Regions from separate parts of the Mus musculus genome. Here region 1 is linked to region 2. The links are chromatin contacts, called in public Hi-C maps. All regions are on one chromosome and are shown on one strand. Each heading gives the region's core, a stretch centred on a gene start, on an enhancer-like site or on the middle of the called end of the contact. The rest is flanking DNA. Distances are from core to core; before and after follow the strand shown.

What was found. A called contact is a pair of places that touch in the nucleus more often than the background predicts.
Region 1: a contact with region 2 is called in a Hi-C map of pre-B cells, with 2.9 times the contacts expected there. The contact joins the promoter of Erich6b here to the enhancer-like site in region 2. A contact is called at or near these places in 19 of 39 promoter capture datasets (the 3T3-L1 cell line, the C10 cell line, the HPC-7 cell line and 11 more), 2 of 15 datasets of contacts at CTCF or cohesin (large pre-B cells and pro-B cells), 23 of 484 Hi-C or Micro-C datasets (B cells, the C10 cell line, CD8 T cells and 16 more) and 1 of 9 other capture datasets (embryonic stem cells).

What each region holds. Positions count from the first base shown.
Region 1 is chr14:75,640,917-75,643,616 of GRCm38.p6, forward strand. It overlaps Erich6b (glutamate rich 6B), which reads left to right and starts at 1,306. Exons shown (of 13, transcript NM_001369022.1): 1 at 1,306-1,372. Gm36219 (a long non-coding RNA gene) reads right to left here. Exons shown (of 6, transcript XR_383598.2): 2 at 2,428-2,570; 3 at 1,554-1,665; 4 at 928-1,418; 5 at 474-703.
Region 2 is chr14:75,068,413-75,071,112 of GRCm38.p6, forward strand. No RefSeq gene overlaps it. Among named protein-coding and RNA genes, the nearest start is that of Rubcnl, 54 kb to the left of the region's middle. Within about 2 kb of position 1,314, at least 123 of the 459 cell types and tissues checked have an H3K27ac peak or open chromatin away from gene starts, as enhancers often do. A contact at or near this core is called in B cells, CD8 T cells, the HPC-7 cell line and 8 more, where this site is marked.

The DNA.
Region 1 (2,700 bases), core at 56-2,555, 570 kb after region 2:
TAGCAACCGCATGGTGGCTCACAAGCATCTAATCTGGGATCTGATGCCCTCTTCTGGCATGCAGATAGAGCACTCATATACATAAATAAATCTTTTTTTTTTAATCTCCCCAAAGGAATGACCCCATCTACATAAAACCAGTGGGCGCCATCTTGTGGAAGACTGTACAGTAACAATGGCCTAGATTCCAGACACCAGGCTGACAGGAAGGGAACCCTGACATGGACTCTGAAGCTAAGGGCACTGCTTGAAATGACAGACTTGGAAACTTTCCTTGAAGCTGTGTGTACACAATACAGCACACTTTTTTACTTAGATTCATGTAAGGGCATTGGAGATGATGGTGCGGGCAGGGAGGGGCAGCTATACCCATTCTCACAGGCCAGCCCTTGGCACTGCCCTTGAGTCTGCTTGATACCCAAAGCATACCCAAAGCAGCCAGATCAGTTCTCCACTCTCCTGCCCAGCAATACCTTTATGAGCCTCGCCTGGGTCTCCTCATTGCCTCGGAGAGGGGCAGAAACGGCCACCGACTGTTCTCTGTTTACTGGTTTCCCGGTGGGTCTGTGCCCCTTACTTTCCCAGCAGTTTCTTTTGTGTTGTTGTTGTTCTCAGCTCTTCCCAGGAGTCTAGCCCAGGCCACCAGGAGGCACTATTAGCCAGGAACACACAGTCCTAGTGACTGCTTAGGCGTCACAGAAACCTGCAGTTTATACAGCTTGTCAGACTCACTCAGAAAAGAAAGAATTGGAATTACAAACTTAGATGCAAACACAATTGCTTATTAAGAATGGGAAATCACAACAAAGCATCACATTTCAAATGCCCAGCTCTCTTTCTGATGAAACTTCTGTACAAGTACCAGAAATGCCCACCCCTGTATTCAAATCGGCTGGTCTGACCTCCTCTCCGTCCATCCCAACCCACCCTGCAACACCAGCGAGTCCATCTAGAGTCACGATCAGTACATTTCACCGGGGTTCTGTCCCCTGACTCCAGATCAGGCCCATGCATGTTCCCAAAGGCAACTCTCTGTCTCATGGATAGCACTCAACGGAGCCGATGAGCTGATGGTGACACCCAGGGGCTTAGAGATGTTGGTCCTGGGTTCCAGCGCAGGTGAGTCCACACGGGATGCCCTGGGAGGCACTCCTACCATCTTTTCACCTTAGAAGCCAGACTCCCTTCCCTCCCTCTCCCTCTCCCCTCTCCTCCTTTGGCTGGGAACTGGAAGCTAAGGGTCCAAGGTATAGAATGCCCGAAACAACAGAGAAGTGGTAGAGATGCGTGTTCCGTTCCCATGGTAACAGAGAGCGACTTAAACTCGAGATTGGAAGGGTGCAGTTGACTCGCGGCCAGGATCCAAGATTGGGTAAGAGCTCTGAAGGCCAGGCCTGGGCTCCTCCAGCCTTTGGGCCCTGGAAAGGAAGAAGCAATGGAGAGAGAGAGTCCAGGGTGGCAGAGTCCAAGGATAGCAACGGGATATGCCAAGTACCCAGACCCCTTTGTTGCTTGTTATTTTGTCTGTTTTGTTTTTTCTACTCCTGCACTACCTTGATCTTTCTGTTTCCTGCCTTGACACCATCCTCCCCCTGTGAAGAGTGGTGTTCTACTGGTCCAGTACAAATAAAGGGGTGGGTTCGTCTCCTCCAGAGAATCCAGGCACTGAAAAGAATCCTCAAATTAAAACTTGTCTTGCCCAGGCCTACCCCTGGGACTCAAAGCAGGTCACTCAGGTTTTTTCTACCACCACCACCACCACCACCCACCCACCCACTCACCCACCCCTGCCTCTCACTTTTGGGAGGTTTGAGAGAAACAGCACCCCCCTACCTAGCCTGGGGGGGGGGGGTCAAGAGGGAGCAGAGCCAAAGCCAAAGGTTGGCTTTTCACAAGTGTTCTGTACCGATGACTGCAAGCTCAAAGTCACCCCCTTTCAACGGCCAAATTCCAATATATTTGAAATCCTATTTGTTAAAAGAAAGCAAATAAGTAAATAAGCCCTAGACAATATTCTCAGCAGGGCACTGGGTGTCTGTTTGTAAAGGCTACAGCAATTGGTGCATGAGGGTTTAGTGAAGCTTTGGGAATCTAGAGTTTGTCCCTGGCATGTTTGAAGGTGGATTCAGACCAGCAAAACAGAAGCAGCCATCAGTAGTCCCCCTCAAGAGGAAAAGCAGCTGCCTTCCAGCAAGGGCCCTGCCAGAGAGCTAAATAACAGGACTTATAAACAGTTCCAGACAGCAGTGTTCCAGATTCGCAGAACACTGTAGGACTCCCCATGACGGAAGTGAGATCTGCCCCCTTGTTTCCTGCAGGTTTTCTAAACACCTGCTTCCAGAATCCCAGGGAAGCCCAGGGGTCCCAGGGTTCACTCAACGATGTCTTCATCCACTCCTGGCTTCACTGTCTGAGCCCATCACTCACCCCATTGGAAGGTTAGGTGGATGAAACATCCAAACCATTTGCAGTCAGTCTCCTGTATGCCTCTCTTCTGCAGCTCATTAATTCAGTGTACAAACTTCTGTTGAGAGCTCACAGTAAGCCAGGCATTGAGGTGGAATTGCATCCTGTGAGTGAGGCAGATGTGCCGACAGATGTGAGACTTGCAGAGGTACAGTGTGAGAGCTGGGGGGGGGGGGGGGTAAAGACACACTTTCTCTACACAAACCTAGAAACAAGAACAGCCTGGGGGAGCAG
Region 2 (2,700 bases), core at 64-2,563:
TGCTTCTTCGTGAAGCAGAGGTTAGCTGCCCTCAGTCGACATCCTGACCACCCCTGAAATGCCCCAGAGAAGATGCATTTCAGCAGGGGGCCCCGATGAGCCACCTATAGGCTCCATCTGAAGTAGAGATGTTGCCAAAACAGCCAGGTTGCCTTGGGAAGGAAGTATGGTGTGGAGGAAGGGGGGGGGGGGACGACACGGGTCGGGTGGAGAGTGGGTGAGGGTGGAGGGTGAAGAGGCGTGGTGTGGGGGTGGCGTCAATGGTGAGGTATGCGAGGAGTAGAGGGTGGTGTGGAGGGCGAGGGTGAAGGCTAAAGTGTCCCTCTGTGGCAGACAGAAAGGGCTCCCACCCCAAACTCACCCTACACCTACATCCAAATCCCTGGAGCATGCGCTGAGGTCATGCAACCCGCAATTGACGGAACTGGAGTTCCTGGTTGAATTAACATTTCTGGTCAGCTGACCATGCAGTAGGGAAGCCACCACCAGCACTAACCCACCAGCATTAACCCCAAGACCCCCATTTCAAGCTTCGGAGCTTCGGAGTTGTGAGCTGCTAAGGTCGTGATTCATTCGAAGCCACTGGTTTGTGGTTGTTACAGCAGCAACAGGAAACTCCTGCCATCTGAGTGTGTGACTGCCTTCGCAGAGCAGCTGCTTCATCGCCTTTTCAAGACACGCCCCTTGGAGAGCCCCTTGGTAGTGTTATGGTATTCACTGGCAGAATCTTCTGGAAAAACAAGCTGGTCAAAGCAGGAAGGCTGCTTCTGCAGTGTCTTCCTCCTAGCCTGCTGTTTCCTCCTTTAAGGTGTTCTGTTTACAGATGGACCCAAAGATGATAGTTTGCATTTGATGACCATGGCACTTACAATTCAAATGTAGTCTAAAAGAGCTGGGAATTTGATTTTTTTTTCTTCCCTTGCCCGATCACTAATTTTAGAGACACAATCGTTGCAGAAGGCATTGATCTTTTGTGCTGCACCAGATATTAGATATTATTTGCCAGGAAAGGGTTGAGGGAGGGCAGCAGGGAGGGGCCACGGGGGTTGGCAGACTGTGGTTTCTACTGCTTGCAACACCCATCAGTCATCCTGCTTGATGCAACTTGCGGAAGCCCTAAGAACGGCATGGCAAGGGGGGAGGGGAACAGCAGACCCTCTGTAGTGGGGAGCTCAGCCCCTGACTGGTGGACCTGCTTTCTTCAGAATAAACTTAAGTGTTGGGTTTTGGTGACTATTTATGGAGGTTCACACAGTTACTGTCATGGCTGGGACACAATACTGTGGCTTGCACTAGGACAACCATACAGACCTGCAAGACTCAAGCTAGTTCTGACACATGCAAGCCCACATGTTTCCTGTCACCTATGTCTGTTCTCGGAGGCAGTATCTCGGTAAGGAAGGTTGAGGAGAGCCAACGACTGTCCAGTTTCTCAGGGCCTACCAGAGGGTTCCCTTTTCTGCAACAAGCCACAGGAGGAGGAAGGATTGGTACATTAAGGTTTCCCTTTCTTTAAAACCTTTCCCCTCCCCTCTCCTCCCATTTTGTCCCCTCCCCTCCCTTTTTGTCCCCTCCCCTCCCCCTCAAGACAAACCATGTAGGCCAGCCCCAAGTAGAGGATGTCATGTCTTAGTGGGATTCATGCTGTATTTATGCTTCATAAAATTTAAAAAGTTTATAAAGTTAAGCTACCAGAAAATGGAGTTGAATATAAGAAAAATTCCAGTAGCCACATGGAGATACTGTTTCCTCCATAATGGATCAGTCAATATTTTCCAAGATTCGACTCAGTTTGGAGGCTCAGTAGGATGGGAAGGGGAATAATGTCACCTTCTAAGGTACAACTTGGAGGGGTCAAAAGGTTTGCGGAAAGAAACCAGCGTTCTGTAACAGAGGCTCAACCACACTTCTATGTATCGCTCTGTTATCTTGCTGTTCAGGGTCTGCTGTTTCCTTACTTGATAAAGTTACCTGTAAAACAGAGATGTGAGCTTGAAGTGTTTCACTGAGTGGCGAGAGAAGCAGGTAGCATCCGCCAATCCTTAGGTATGATTTTTGATGAAAAAGTATCAAAGGTCTTTCTAGTTGAAATTTGCTACAGTGTGTCGGCGCAGAGGCCTGGAGCCCTGTCTGCCAGTGAACCAGAAAACTGTTACAGCCAGGGAGGCTTGGCTACCTATGCCTTGGAGCCCGTCGCCCACTCAATTCCCATTGGATTTTTAAATAGATTTCCTGAGATGTCTGAAAATTATGTAAATTAGAGGCCAGGGTCCAATTTAGAGATAATGTCATAAAAAATTAAGAATCTCTTTGAATAAGAGAATGACACATGCCTTTGAGGGAGGGGGATAAATCTAGTGTGTTTCTTCAGGACCAGGGAACATTCAGGCACCTGGAATTGTGTGTCAAGAGTGTGTTCAGCAGCCTCCCACTGAGCACTGTGCTGAGACTAGGATTTGGGTCTGTTTAGTTTTCATAGGACTTTGAAGATGGGAACCTTGCTGGTTCTTAATGAAAGGGTACCCTGATTGCTTGGGGCTGGCTGGTATGGAATGGGCTGTGGTTTAGATAGTGTGCCAGTCAGACTTTGTGTTGCTGTGACCTAAATAAAACTACCACACAGAAGAATTCCTCATTTCACTCACACTTTCTGAGGTTTTTGGCGCTCGTGGTGACAGAGTGTGGTGGGGCAGAATTGTT